Regions from separate parts of the Mus musculus genome. Here regions 1 and 3 are each linked to region 2. Evidence: chromatin contacts called from public Hi-C and HiChIP or PLAC-seq data. All regions are on one chromosome and are shown on one strand. Each heading gives the region's core, a stretch centred on a gene start, on an enhancer-like site or on the middle of the called end of the contact. The rest is flanking DNA. Distances are from core to core; before and after follow the strand shown.

The links. Hi-C and Micro-C count contacts between places; a contact is called where the count stands out from the background. HiChIP or PLAC-seq counts read pairs in DNA pulled down with a chosen protein or histone mark.
Region 1: an H3K27ac HiChIP or PLAC-seq map of microglia shows a contact between it and region 2, with 4 times the contacts expected there. The contact joins two enhancer-like sites. A contact is called at or near these places in 2 of 115 datasets of contacts at active chromatin or transcription factors (embryonic stem cells and microglia).
Region 3: a contact with region 2 is called in a Hi-C map of bone marrow-derived macrophages, with 1.7 times the contacts expected there. The contact joins two enhancer-like sites. A contact is called at or near these places in 24 of 484 Hi-C or Micro-C datasets (B cells, CD4 T cells, the HL-1 cell line and 15 more), 13 of 115 datasets of contacts at active chromatin or transcription factors (the 230-238 cell line, CD8 T cells, the HPC-7 cell line and 7 more) and 3 of 9 other capture datasets (adipose tissue, liver and pancreatic islet).

What each region holds. Positions count from the first base shown.
Region 1 is chr14:25,716,605-25,721,518 of GRCm38.p6, reverse strand. Zcchc24 (zinc finger, CCHC domain containing 24) reads left to right here. Exons shown (of 4, transcript NM_001101433.2): 3 at 1,728-1,892. Among named protein-coding and RNA genes, the nearest start is that of Ppifos, 18 kb to the right of the region's middle. Within about 2 kb of position 1,923, at least 83 of the 459 cell types and tissues checked have an H3K27ac peak or open chromatin away from gene starts, as enhancers often do. A contact at or near this core is called in microglia, where this site is marked.
Region 2 is chr14:25,598,996-25,603,530 of GRCm38.p6, reverse strand. All of the region lies in intron 6 of Zmiz1 (zinc finger, MIZ-type containing 1), which reads right to left. Gm45915 (predicted gene, 45915) reads right to left here and starts at 18. Exons shown (of 1, transcript NM_001309430.1): 1 at 1-18. Within about 2 kb of position 2,535, at least 57 of the 459 cell types and tissues checked have an H3K27ac peak or open chromatin away from gene starts, as enhancers often do. A contact at or near this core is called in the HPC-7 cell line, bone marrow-derived macrophages, conventional dendritic cells and 3 more, where this site is marked.
Region 3 is chr14:25,471,713-25,476,650 of GRCm38.p6, reverse strand. All of the region lies in intron 1 of Zmiz1 (zinc finger, MIZ-type containing 1), which reads right to left. Among named protein-coding and RNA genes, the nearest start is that of Zmiz1, 15 kb to the right of the region's middle. Within about 2 kb of position 3,535, at least 170 of the 459 cell types and tissues checked have an H3K27ac peak or open chromatin away from gene starts, as enhancers often do. A contact at or near this core is called in the HPC-7 cell line, bone marrow-derived macrophages, conventional dendritic cells and 3 more, where this site is marked.

The sequences.
Region 1 (4,914 bases), core at 674-3,173, 120 kb before region 2:
AGCAGATTATATGCACAGAGAAGTAGAACAGGAAGCAGGCATGAAGGAGCACAGAGTGACTTTTAGAGGGTGACAAATGTATCCTAAAATCAGACCGTGCACAACTTTGAATATACTAAAAACCATTGAAGTGACCATTTTCAATGAGTGAGGCATGCATTATTTGGATCATGTTTCAACAAAGACATCAAGCTGTTCAGGAGAGTACTAGGTCCTTTCATATATAAAATGCAGTTGCAAGTCAACAAGAAAAAGGGTAGGGTTGAAAAGATGGCTCAGTGGTAAGCCCTTCTGCAGCTGTTTCAGAGGAACAGAGTACAGTTCCAAGTACCCATATTGATTGGCTCTCAGCTGCCTGTAACTCCAGCTCCAGGTGATCTGACACCCTCTTCTGACTGCAGCAGGCACCTGCATGCATGTGCATAGAAAATATTTTAAAACGTGCACAGAAAATACTCTGAGGAATATGAGCAAGCCATTCTTTTGTTTTTAAGACTTATTTATTTATTTTATGCATGTGAGTACACTAGCAAATCATTCTTAAATACATGCAAAGATGCCTCTTGCTCGTTATGAAAGATGTCTGTCAAACCTGCTCTGAGAGAATCTCATACCTTTTAGATTAGTGATACTATAGTCTCCCCTCATGGAGAAAGGTACATTTCAAGATGCCTGCTCTGGGGCTGGAACTAGGGGATACAATGGCAAGATCAAAACTAGCATGAGGGACTGGCAAGATGGCTCAGCAGGTAAGAGCACTGACTGCTCTTCCAAAGGTCCTGAGTTCAAATCCCAGCAACCATGGTGGCTCACAACTACCTGTAATCCTCTTCTGGTATGTCTGAAGACAGCTATAGTGTACTTATGTATAATAATTATAAAGAAAAAAAAACTAGCATGAATCTCTCTTAGATTTCCCAGCAGAGGCTTGGTTCTCAACACACATTTTTAGCAACTTGGACCTTCATGGTATTGGTAGATTTCCCCCTTTCAGGTAAGAGAAGCACTTTACAACACCTCCTTGGAATATGGGTTGACCTGTGCTTCAGGTCAATTCGTATGTAAAATGAGAGCCACTTGAACATAAGCACTGTAGATGGTACCATTCATCAGTATCAGGCAGTCACTGAAGAACTAATGAGCAGGTAGCGGGTAGCGTATATACTATGGACTCACGGAGCAATGAGACCTCTGATGCTTCAGGCATGTGGCTCTCATCTTGTTCCTCAGAACTGTGCACAGTTTAAAGCTTATGAGTTGTTTCTGGGACTCTACTCCAGAGGGTCCGGAACACGAAACTGGTGAAGCATTGTGGGAGTTGAGGCAGCGGCAATAGGTCTTATCGCTAAAAAATGGCGCTCATAACCTTTGCCTCAGGAGTTTCACTTCTGGAAATTTACTCTACAAATCCACTCACAGGCATGTATACAGGCATGTATACACGTGTACCAAGCACTCATTGTAGCACACGACGAACTTGCATGAATTCTGCCACCGTGCAGCCCTGAAGGAGAATACAGTAGCTACTGGTGCTGGCCGTCGTGACAGAAACGCCAAGCTTAGTTGGGTTGGAGTTGTAGCTCAGTGGGTAGAGGGCTTGTCCAGTCTGCACGAGGTCCTGGGTTTGATTCCCAGCACACCGTAAAGCAAGTATGGGGATGGGATGCAGGCCATGAGAGCTGAAGGCTGAGCCCTCATTTTCCTGTATTTACTTCCTGTCTCTCCAGGCACGCCCCAAAGGTGAGGGTCTGACGCCGTACCAAGGCAAGAAGCGCTGCTTTGGCGAGTACAAGTGCCCCAAATGCAAGAGAAAATGGATGAGTGGGAACTCTTGGGCCAACATGGGGCAGGAGTGCATCAAGTGCCACATCAACGTGTACCCGCACAAGCAGGTGGGTAGGCGGGGCCTGGGTAGGGGTGGAGCTAGCTGTGGGACTGAGCAGCCTGCAGTGGGTGGGGCTGGGGGAAGTCGCAGGGCGCTCTTTCAGGCTCCCTGCAGGGTGATTCTTTCCCCCTTCTGAGGCTTCACTGGCTCTCTACTCTGGAACCTGAAGCTGAGGTGTGTGGGTGGGGTAGGCAGGAAGGGTAAGCCATGGTGGATGACTGGGAGGACAGGGAATTAGGACAGCTCAGTTTCTACAAGTCTTCTAGTGTCTGGGTTCCGAGGATCTGGGCTGCAGGTCTGGGGGACTCACAGACTGTCTTATGACCTAGACAGAAAGGCAGAACCAGTTCGCACACTCAGAGGCAGAGGAACTGGACACGTGGCAGTTTTTCTGTGTGGGCCAGTGTCTGGCAGGACAGGCTAAGTATGGGGTCCCTTCCATCTTGCCAAGATACCCCTCGGTCCCTGATGGCTTTCCCTGCCTTCCTCCATCCCACATCCTACCAGCATAGCCTAAGTGTAGCCTGCTGACCTGCCAGCCTGGCTCTACACAGAAGAGCCCAATCTAGATGAATCTTTCAAGAGCTCGAAGCTCCATGCTTCCCACTCACCATCATCCAGCCAGTATTTGTTGAGCACCTACTGTGTGCTTTGGGAAGATTGAGGTACACAAAGGCAATAGGTTTTGAACAATCGCACCCTGCAGCACACACACCAGCCACGTTCTGGGTTCCTGGGTCCTTGTGTTCCTTTCTTTGGCTTGAGATTTGGGAATACCTCCCCCTTGCTCTCCTTGTGAGGGAGTGGAGCCTGTCCTCTTGCCCCTCCCCCAGTGCTGACCTGGGCCACCTCACTCCTCTGAGAAACCCTGCCCCCACTACATCTGTTTCCTGTCAGACTCCAACTGTGTCTCCCCCAGACAACCCAGCCCCCCTCCCACCCCAGAAGAGAGGAAAACACACGGGCTTTGCTCCCCTGCTGGGGGCTGGGGGTGGGGTGGGGCAGTTCACAGATCAGTCCCAGCTGCTGGGTGTTTCCTTCCACGGAGGGGAGTCATCCTGACAGCTCCCCCAAGCTCCCCACTGGCAACTTGAGGCTGCAGGCTGAGTAAGTCTTAGCAGCTGGCTAGAATCCACATTGACCAAGGCCAAGGAGAAAAACAGTTTTAAGGAACCTCAGGCTTGGGCCGGCCAGTGTAGGCCAAGAGTATTTCCCAAGGATTCAGCTGATGGTGGTCCTGCCCTTTCAAAACATTACTGATAATATTCAATATTAATACTAATGTATGGACAGTTCCCCATGAGCCAGGTACCCTTCTAACCACAACCCCATGAAACAGGACTTCTATTACGTATATTTTATGAAGGAGAACAATCATGCAAAGAGATGCTAAATTACTTGCTGACTGTCCACACAGACATTATGAAGTCTTTGTGGAGCTCGGTAGTTATAGAATCATTTACTGTCTAGTACACACGTGCACACACACACACACACACAGCTAAGCCTAGATGACACCTGTCACTAACCTGCTAGCTCAGGCTGTAGAAAGATGAGCTGAGGTAGCAGCCATCAGCCAATGGATGGCAGAGGTGGTGTTCAAAGCTGTCTGACGTGTGATACTACGAGCTGTGGACACACTGCAGAGACATGGGCAGAGCAGTTTTCCAGAACACTCTGCAAGCCTCTCAGCTCTCCTCATTGGCTCTGCCCTTACCCGTGGGAGCTCTGGATCTCTGTCAGCCCCTGGCATAGAAACCAGGACAGCAGTGCCTGGCAGGGTGGGCAGAGCAGTGCAAGCGAGTTCTCAGGACCACAAGGGTGGAAGCGGCCGCAAAGGAGGATGCCGCCCCAGGGACCGAAAGCCAGGGACCTGGAACAGGCTAGGAGAGAGCATGAGATCTAGAGCTCTGGGAGGAGGACAGGCAGCATGCCTGAGAGTATGGGGCTTGGGGTTCACTGTTTCCTCTCTGGAGTACTCTGGGTAAGACTTTTAAATGGCTTATGGTTTCCTCATCTGTGGTAAAACACCAGTCTTATGGAAGCTGTCCCCTTGAGTCAGCCTGAGTTCCATGGCAGTGCCTAGCCATACAAAAGGAGGAGCAGAGACAGTGTAGACTAGCCCACTCTTGTCCCTCTATCCCCTACTAGAAAGCTGGCTCGTGGAGGGCCTGGGAAGAGCTGAGGGGAGCCGTGGAAACTGACTAGACAGCTTGGGTTTGGCCTGGGGTAGATAACATGCTCCACTAGTCACCATCCTGAGCAGAGAGCATGGGAGGAGGCCCTGGGTGCTGGGAACATCCAAGATGAAAGCGTAGGGACCAGATTCCAGCTCAAGATGGAGTTCTTCATATAGAACATACAATGACCCCGCCCTGGAGGCATGCAAACCCAAATGGAGAGATCTGTGCTGCTCTGTTTCTGGGACCCTTGGACCAGCAGGGGGTGGCTTAGCACCTCCTACTCTGAGTGACCCTGTATCACTGTCCCCCTCCCATTAATTTTCAAACTCAACGACATCAGAAGGGGTGTTTTTCCATCTAGCCTTTGTCTTTACTTGGTTTGCGGACTCATAGAAGTCAGGTGGCCAGGCCATGGCCACACAGTGAATGGAGGGTAAGCTGCCCTCTGGGACTTGGTCTGCCAGGAAGTCAAGCTCTTTCTCCTCTCCCCTGCTGGGACAGAATAGGAGGGATGAGGCCAGTCCTCTGAAAGGCCCCCAGTTCCAAACCCAGGCTCTCCTTCTTCCAGGCCTTTCCTCTGTAGCTAAAACTTAAAAGGCTGAGTTATGGGATACCCCCTTCTAGGGCAGCTAAGAGGTAGAACTCTGGCCACTTGCTGCCTAAACCTTCACCATTTAGAACACTCTAGCCATTTGCCTAACTGCCCTGAATGTCAGCTTGGGTCAAGGCCTGGTCAAGGCAGAAAAGCAGCTGGTACTCTTGAGTAATTAACAGTCTACACAGTGGACTGCGTCCATATCAGCTGCCCTTCCCTGACCATCCTGGGCATGTCACTGGTATCCAAGG
Region 2 (4,535 bases), core at 1,286-3,785:
TGATGAGTCCCTCTTACTCTTGAAGAGGGAAGGCACAGGCAATGTTTGGCTCGTGACCAGTACGGAGCCTAAAAGGTCGCCTATACCAGGGACACAGTGCAGGGCCACCAGGCTGGGCTCCCCTTCTATTCCTACTGACACCTGGCCATTGAATGCTTGCTGGCTGCTGTATGGGTTTCATCATGTCCTGAGCACTAACTTATAGTATCCTTACCACCCTCTTGGGTCAGGAGTTATTATGTGCCACATGGAAGGTAAAATGGGGATAGACTGACCAGGTGAAGTTTGCTAAGTATCTAAGCTACTTCTCAGCCTTGATACATCCTCAGCATGCTGCACATTATACTGTCTGGCACGGGATGCCTAGACTCAGCACTGATGGTGCCCACCTGGGCCACACAGCCAGCACAGTGTGCAGAACTCTTATATAGCTCCTAGAGTATCTCTTTTTAAACTCCAACTTGCTATTTGGCCTATTTGCTGTTGACAGAGGCAGCTCGACCTGAGATGACACAGGAAGGAGACCTCATTACCTCCCTCCTCCCATTATAGTATCCCCTGCCCCTTCCGGGAATCACCCCCCCCCCCCGCCCCACCCCCAGCACGGCTCCTCATCCCAGACCCAGGCAGCCTTCTCAGAACCCTGCATTTGGCTCCTGCCCAAATCCTATAATCATTTCATTTTGAAAACAACACCAGCCCCCTGTCCCTCACCTCCACTCAGCATGTCCGAGAAACCCTACAATTTCCAGGTTATTGGAGATCCAGGAAAGCTTTCTGCAGGGCAGGCAGTGGGGGAAGGGGGAGTGAGGTGGGCATTTAGGAGCTGGCTCAGAATGGCCCTGTTAGTCTTAGGGAATTGCTTGCCCCCTACCTGCTCAGCTGGCAAGGGGTCCAGGCTAAGGCTCTATACTTGTGAGGACCCCCTCAGTAGCACTGATGCTGATGGAGAGCCTGGCCTGCAAGGGCGGGAGCTGCCCCCAGGGCTGGAGGAGAAGCAAGAATCGAGTTGCTGTGTTCCTGGACTCCCTGAGGTACTCAGGAGGCAGAGGTTTAAGAGCCAAACACTAGGCATGCTAGCTGGGTTTTCAGAATCTACTGGACTTCAAATGAGTGAGAACACCCAACAGCAGGTCCTATAGTGAAAAACCCAACTAAGACAGTTGAGATAGGTTGAGAAGTCATGGTATTGGGGTAAATTGTATGCTTCCCCAATTGTTGAAGTCCCTAGGACCTGTGAAGGAAACCCTATTTAGAAACAGCATTGCTGAAGATCAAGTTAAGATGAGGTCATGAGTGTGGGCCCTGGTCCAGCATGGCTGGTGTCCTTGAGAGCATTTGGGACATTTGGATACAACAAGCAGACGGTACCCTCTTCAAGGAGGAGTGAGAAGGACCGTGGAGACTCCAGAGCCTGCAGTGGTTTTGTAGCACCAGCTAAGACACTTCTAGCAGCTTGGAGGAGCCCTCCTTCCCTGGTACCTACATAGGAGCTTGACAGGACCCACACTTTGGTTTTGGGTCTTTTGGGCCCCCAAACTATGAGATAGTTAATGCACACCATTATGGTACATGTGTTGGGCCCTTTATTAGTGGTTGCCCAGAAAACTACCATGAGGTGATCCCTTTGAAATCTAAGTCACAGCCCATCATGATTCCAGAGGTTCTTGCTGACTCGGTCCTGATTATGGCTTATGATGTGGGTCTCAGCTTCTGTGGCCAGTCACTGCTCTAAATCCATTTCCTTAGTGCCTCTGTTGACCCTGCTGCAGCCTGACTCCAGAGTTAGCCATCCTGACTTGGCTCCCTCTTGCAGGGTCTCCCTTCGCTGAAAGTCCTTCCTCAGCCACACTGTTCCAAGCTATAATCCTTCCCACCTCACCCCGTGCTTCTTCTCTATCTTAGCTTTGCCACACTGATGTTTCAAGTATTTATTTTGTTTACTTCTGCCTCTCTGGCTAAAAGGCGGGATCTTTGTCAACTGGAATCCTTGTCTGATACACGCTGTTTGAACAGCATCTATGTGTCCTTACAAGATAATAAATACTCTTTGTATAAAGGAGACAAATAGCTACCTGAATTAATGAAGGAGCGAAGAAATGAGTGAGTGTACACTGGCTAATCACAGGCTCCAGAGATCTGCATGTCCTGGCTACCTGTGCCTGCCTATCCAGGGACTAGGTTGCCAGCCTGCTGTCTGGCAGAACACAAGCTATTTCCCAGGAAGTCTATTTGAACAGGAAGCTCAGACTGGCCAACAAAGGGGCCGGGAAGTAGTGGGTACAAGCCACATGAGTCAGGCCTCTAATGAATCTTTCCCCATTGCTAGAGTTGCTTTTGAAGGGAGGGGTACAGAGGCAGCTGAGACATTCAAAGCACAGCAGTCCTGGGAGAGGGGCTGGGGGGAGGGTATTGCTTCTCCCAGGACACAGGCCTGATGAAGGTTTCCAGATGGCTTCAGGCCTAGACCCACATAAGTTCCTTGAATTTGGAAATGCAATTTCCTTTCTTGCCAGAGCAGTCTGTCTGTCTGTCTGTTGTCTGTCTGCTTGTGTTACTGTACACTTCCCAGTCTGTTCGAGGCAGCCTGGGGAATAGCACCTACTTTGCACAGGACAAAAGTGAGGTTCAGATAGGGAAAGGACTGGATGTGACAATGCACACCAGCCAGGTGGGGGACCAGGCAGGGCTGCAACCCAGGCCCCCTAGCAGCTCATCTTTTTTTTTTTTTTTCCTTTCTTTTTTTTGGTTTTTCAAGACAGGGTTTCTCTGTGTAGAGAGGCTGTCCTGAATCTCACTTTGTAGACCAGGCTGGCCTTGAACTCAGAAATCCGCCTGCCTCTGTCTCCTGAGAGCTGGGATTAAAGGCGTGCGCCACCACACCTGGCTGCAGCTCACCGTTTTAAATGAGGAAGCTGAAGCTCCGAGAGGTTCAGGGGCCGCTTTCTCACAAAGCAAATTAGCAGAAGTTCTGCAGCCCTGAGTCATCTTTCCTAGCCTTGTGCTTTTTGCAAGATGTCATGAAGAGGGTGGGGAACTTTCTGGGCATGGTGGTGACTGACTTGTCACCCAGGTGTGTAAGTTGAGGGTGGCAGCAGCGATGGCAATGGGGTGGGGTAAGAGTGGGGAAAATAAGGAGTCCTGTCTAAAGGCCTTGCTGCTTGGGGTGCCAGAGAAGGAGAGATCAGCAATGGGCTGAGCAGGAGAGCATGCCCTGACTCCTCTGTGTTCTGGGCAGACAACTCGGCAGGCCCGTGAGCTTTGCCAGGAAACTGCTACCTGGTGCCATCTTCCCCTCTTCTCCCTGTCTGGGGTGAGAAGGAGCTCTCCGGGCGGGCTGCCTGCTTCTTATCGGTGCCATTTCCCACAGCGGCTTCTTCCTCTCCCCAGTGTGGTCCCAGATGTCCCCCACCTCCAAGGGTTCTGGACGTGAGCAGACAGGCCATGCAGGAATGTCTGTCTGGGCAAAATCTGAAGGTGGCCGCCAGGGCGGGGCGCCGGGTAGGAGGCTCGATGTTGAAATCAGGCTCCTTGGAGCTGAGCTCAGCTGAGCAGCAGATGTCTGACAGGGAGAAAGCTCTGTGGGCCTGCTGGGGGACCAAGGGCAGGTCGCCGTCCTTTTCTGGGCCCTGGTTTCCTTCCATCACCAGGGAAGTCAGCTAGTGTGGATTCTGTACCTTTCTTTGTGATGAAGGGCACTGGCTTCCTTAAGTCTAGCTGGGTAAGGTCACCATTGGGGTGACCTTGCTCATGCCCTGGGAAGGTGGCATGGGGCCAGGCAAGAGACTCCCAATACACATCGTGCTGTCAAGACCAAGAAGCTGCCTCTAAAGGAGCCAACATGCCACACTTCTTTGCCTTTCCCTTTCCCGGAGCTTATTAATGAGGTTCTAATTCTCTTAGACCAGGTACTCCATAAAGGCAGCAAAGCAGCTCTATCTATTTTGTTCACTTCTGCATCCTTGATGATTTTGTGCCTGGACCAAGACAGGTACCGGACAAATGATTATCGAAAGACTAATGGAGAGCTACCAACTTATTAGTTTACTGGTAGGATGTCAGCTCTACCCTTTACTGTCTATATTCTACGACTAATGTCCAATAAACGACACGTATTATTTTTAGGATTAAAAATGCATAACCAACTTTCATTTTAAACTTAGTAGAATCTAAAGTAAAGACTCCCCTCCCCCCACCTTTTCTGAAAAGTGCTATATACCGTATTCATAACCAGGGTATCAAGCATGAAACAATTTCTTAGCACCAACCGACTTTCAGAAGCCTGGCGTATTGGCGGCTCAGGGTGAGGTACGGCCAGTTGAAATGCTGAAGAGCTACCCTCTCTCTCTCCCAGCATGTTTGGCTTCCACCCCAGTACAGTCTTGTTCCCGTCTCTAAACTGTATTCTCTGCCTCTGGCCCTAGCTTGCTCTCCCTGGCAAAGGCTTCTAAAAGGCAAAGCTGACCATGTCACTTGTGTGAACATCAACCTTGCTTTCTACAGTAGCCAGGACCAAGTTCCAAGGTCTAGCATCT
Region 3 (4,938 bases), core at 2,286-4,785, 130 kb after region 2:
TGTAGGCTGCCTATGTGGTTCAGGCCCCAGATCTGCCCAGGGTCTTGCCCAAGAGGCCCTTCAGCCTGGCCAGGCTTCCAAAACTGAGAGAGTTCTCCAAGCCAGCAAAACCAGGGCAGTCAGCAAGGCAGAGGAGTAACTGAAGTACAGGTGTCTACAGACCCGACCATTTTGCACATTTTGCCTTGCCCTGAAGATGCTCTGAGAGCCAGGCCAGGCTCTCTGCTCCAACTGGGAAGGTGAAGAAGGTCAAGAAAGCACAGAGGGGCTGGGCCAGGCTTATGGGCCCAGCTGCAATCTGGGAATGAACCACACTGAGGTGGTTCACTCCTTCTGAATACGAGGATGTGCATCCAAACCACAAACCCACCAGCACTGTGTCAAAGGTGGCGTCACTTATTATTCACTGTGTAGAGAGCGTTCTGGAATGCTTGCTAGCTGCCAGCCGCAGTGCAGGGTGTTGGCGAGTCAGGGCTGAGAGTGGCGGCCATCCTGATGACAAAGGATCCCACAGAAGTCGGCAAGCAGTGCCTGAGGAATCGGGCAAGGGCGGCCTATACACTTGACTCTGCTGTTGGGCTAGGGCAGGCTGTGGCTTGAGGCAGGCTTTGCAGGGTGCTTAGGAGTTCCCCAGGCATACAGAGCAGGGGAGACAGAATGCACAAAGTCTGTACAAGTGAAATCATGGCTGGGGCCTGATAACAGGCAGCCTAAAGGCCAGGCCTTGCTGTGGAAAGGCCCACAGGATTAGTGAGCAAAGGGGGCAGGTGTCCATGGCTCAGGTGTCTTCTATTTAGATCCATTCTGGTGGCCAAGGGGAGACAGGGCAAGAATGGAGTCTAGAGGGCTTTGGGCATCAGAAGGTCGAGTCCAGGTGTTATACCACAAGACAAGTGCCTAGGACAGAAACCCAATCTCATGGTCGCAGGCATAGGGTGGCATCAAGGTGACTCCAAGTTGCAGGCAGCTCAGCCAGGTGATAACAACCCTAGCCTGAGTCTTAAGGTGACCTTATGCAAGTTTAGAATAAAGTCTTCCCTCCCCATAGATACTTTACCATTGTTCTCCAGGATGTTATTTAATAAATTTATCATCAGCAGGGAGCTACCACGTAAGCAGCATTTGTGCAGGGCGAAGCCTGCACTAGCACACTAGCAGATGCACTGCCAGCCAACTGCACATAGCTGTCAGCAGACAATGAAAAGGGTTGGAAGACTGGGGCTCCAGAAGTAAACAACAACAACCACCACCACCACCAAGCCAGGTACAGAGTGAAGAACAATCAAGGCAGAGCTTACTAACCCTCCCTGCTGTTCTCCATGAGAAATCCAAATAAAATAAGGCGTGTACTTATCACTAGAAGGGACCCCAAAGAGAAAAAATTAAAGTAGCTGTTCAAACAAGGCAAATCAAGGCACTACTCAGGCAGAAACAGAAAGCACCGGTTTGAAGCTGGATGCTAGCCAACGGTAAAGAATCAGTGATAGTCTTGGGACTTGGAAAAAAAGAAAGATGACATTTTTTTAAAGATCCCAAAAAGGTGGGAACCATGTTGGGGACCCCACTCGCTGAGTATCTGGGTGTTCTGTGCAGCAGAGCCATCCGGATGATGGTAGAGGCTTCCTTCTAAGCACTCGTGGCTACACCCAGCTTGACTCAGGGTTTCTCTGACCCAGGCACTGTCTGGGGACACATCTCAAAGCAGGAAGAAGGCAGAAAGCTAGTGGGCCCCCAAGGGGACCTCAGCGAACAGACAAGTAAGTCTCTCACTGTCAAGCTGTAAAGAACTGGTTTCTGTGGCTGTGCACACAGCCCAGGGCTGGGAAGATGGCTCAGAGGGTTAAGAGCTTAGGGCCTGACTCTGATTCCCCAGAACCCACGTAAAAAGGGCTGTTTCACCCGTCATTCCAGTGCTGGAGAGGCAAGTCAGTGAGAGACTCCCACTCAAAGCCAAACCAAAACAACCTCAATGGGTCCGAGTAGATGGCTCAGCTGGTAAAGGGTATTGCTGTACAAACCTCGTGGCCTGAGTTCAATCCCAGCACTTCACAATCCCGACTTCATAGACCCTCTGGCCACCATACATGCACCGTAGCATACGCATCCACATAAGCACACACCAGGCACACAAATGTCTCCTCACTAATAGCAGATCCTTTAACAGGAAAAGATGAATGGCGCCTGAGGAATGATCTGAGGTGATCTCCTAGCCTCAACAAGAAACACAGACCCGCTGTCACCCACAAAGTGAGACTCTTCCAGAAGGGAGACCTGACATGAAACCTGTGTGGGGTTGGGGGGGAGGGGGGCGTCTAGTGTGAGGATTCTGCCTACTTGGTAACAAAAAGGCACGAACAGGCTTCCAACAGCATTCCAGACGCAGGCATGGACTCAGGGTCCCACAATGCAGGGAGAGCATAGGGCTTGTCCAGATCACGAGGCTGTGAGGTAGCAGGAGTGAGTGACTAACTAGTTAGTAGACTCTGGTCAGGGCTGTTTCCAGGGGTAGGAAACACAGCTGGGAACTGAAGGGAAGGAAGACCTATTCGAGTGACTGCTGGTTCCCTAAGACAGAAAACAAAAACAAAAACAAAACAGCATTGCTCCTCCCTCCCTCCCTCCCTCCCTCCCTCCTTCTCTTCCTCTCTTCCTCCCTTCCTCCCTTCTCTCCTTTTCTCCCTCCCTTCCCACTTCATTCATGTTGGAGTAGAACTTTGAACCTCAGACTGCTAGATAAGCATTCTACTATTGAGCTACATACACCAGAGCACTTGGACTTATATTTCCCACCACCACCCCCCAAAAAATTCCCAGATGTCTCCAGGTTCCAGACTCTAGCCTGCAACTGCCTGCCCACTGAGTGTAACTGGGCTCCAGAGAACTCAGGCAGCCTGCCCCAGCCTACTCAGCCTCACTCCCTTCCTATTTTATAGATCAGTAATTTGAGCTGGAGAAGATGTGAAACCATTTCCTCCAGGCCCTACTAGTCCCAGACCTGGGGGAAACCTGGTCTACCTCTAAAGGCATAAAGGGCCCAAAGTGGGTGTGGGGCAGCCAAAGTCTGATGTCGATTTAGCCTGGGGTCAGCTATGCACAGCAGTGGGTGCCTGGGCTGGGTTGGGCTGCTTGACTCTCAGTCTGGTTTCTTTGTCTTGTGTGGACAAGGCTGAGCTCAAATGCACCTGCTTGGGCTGCAGGGCTGCGGGGGAGGCTGCAGCTTGAGCTTGGCTGACTTGAGACTCTGAGCGATCAGGCAGAGAGAGGAAACAGTGAGAACACGCTGCTCACCTACTGCTGTGGGCAGGGGACATCCTCTGAGGCTACTTGGGACAGGGCAGGGCAGGGTCCCCCCATAGCATGACACCAGAAGGCAAAACTGGCAGTGTCCAGCAAAGTTAAGGGCCACCCTGACCCATACTGGTTCAGGCCACTTTCAGGGCGAGGGAAAATGACCCAGGGCATGTGCTGGCTCAGACCAGAGTCAGCTGGCCTGGTTTGCTGACAACCCCTCCACCCACCTCGTGCTCTACTCTCTGCAACCCTGGCTGTGGGGACTTCCCTCTTTGTGTCCCTGCAGTCTCAAGGTGCAGGCAAGGGCAATCAGGCTACAGACACTTGGATCTAGACACTTGATGACATATCTTTTTAGGGAAATAGATGAGCAAAAGTGGGAGACAGGCCTGAAGAGGGCAAAGGGACCACCTGTCACATGAGAAGACAGATTAAGACAGCAAGCTAAGTATCCCCATGCCTACATGTTCCTGAAGGGTAAACTGAGGCTCAGAGACTGGAAAGTGCCTGCCACAGGCAACTTGGAGTTAGGAAGAACCCCAGGACAGTCATCCTGGGTCCATCTCATGGAACCAAGACAGAGCTGCCTTCTCTGACCCCAACCTCAAGTTCAGGAAGTTGCAACACTTCCTTGTTTCCATAGTAACTAGCTACTGCTCCAGGAATACACTGAAATGTTTTTGTTACCTCCTCTGTGCAGGCCCTGGGCCAACCTGTGAGGACAGGGATGGATGGACGGACAGACGGACGGAGAAAGGGAGTGTGAAGGGAGACCCAGTCCCAGCCCCAGCCTAGGATGATAGCAAGCAACTAAGAAAGAGAGCAGAGGGGAGGGAGGAGGGAGAGCCTTCAGTGGAGAACCTTCCCAGCATCTGATACTATCAGGGGACAAGCTCAGGGGTACAGCTTTTGACCTGACTTCTCAGGGATGAGTAGACGTTCACCAGACCGAATGAAGAGGCTAGAGAAAATGTCAAGGCTCCGGCCTTGAGGTACCTCTCACCTTCAAAAGCTGCAGTGTGCTGTGTGAGCCTGGTGGCTCAGCTGCTTGGGAGGCTGAGACAGGTGAAAGGGAAGTGAAAGGCCCCACCTGTACTGCAGAGTGTCAGTTCAAGGTCAGCTTGGGCAACCAAGAGAGACCTTGTCACCAAATAAGAAATTAGTAGGGATTGGCATGTAGCTTAAGACACATGACTCTGGATTTGACCCCCAACCTTGAATAACCCATATGTGTGGGACCTGCCTATGGTCCCAGCACTTGGAAGATGGCAGCTGGAGGTTGGAGAATTCAAGGCATCCTCAGCTGTACAGTGAATGCCAGGCCTGAACCTCAGAAAGTCTCATCAAGTCCGGGAGGGGACCTCCGTGGTACAGTACTTGCCTAGCGTGGCTAAAGCTCCAGGTTTGATCCCCAGTACTATGAAGGAAAGAGGGGAGGGAGGGAGAGAAAATGGTAGTGGGGGGACTAGAACTCAGCACAGAAAGCAGAGAAGATGAAGGCTTGATCACTGACCAAAAAGGAAGATCGAGACCACAATGCAAAGTGTGGACCAGATGCCCAGGCCCCTTCCCAATTTCAAGTGTCTAATGGGCGTGCTGACAGAGTAGGTACTGTAGCAGTGACAGTACAGGTGACAACCCTAAAGG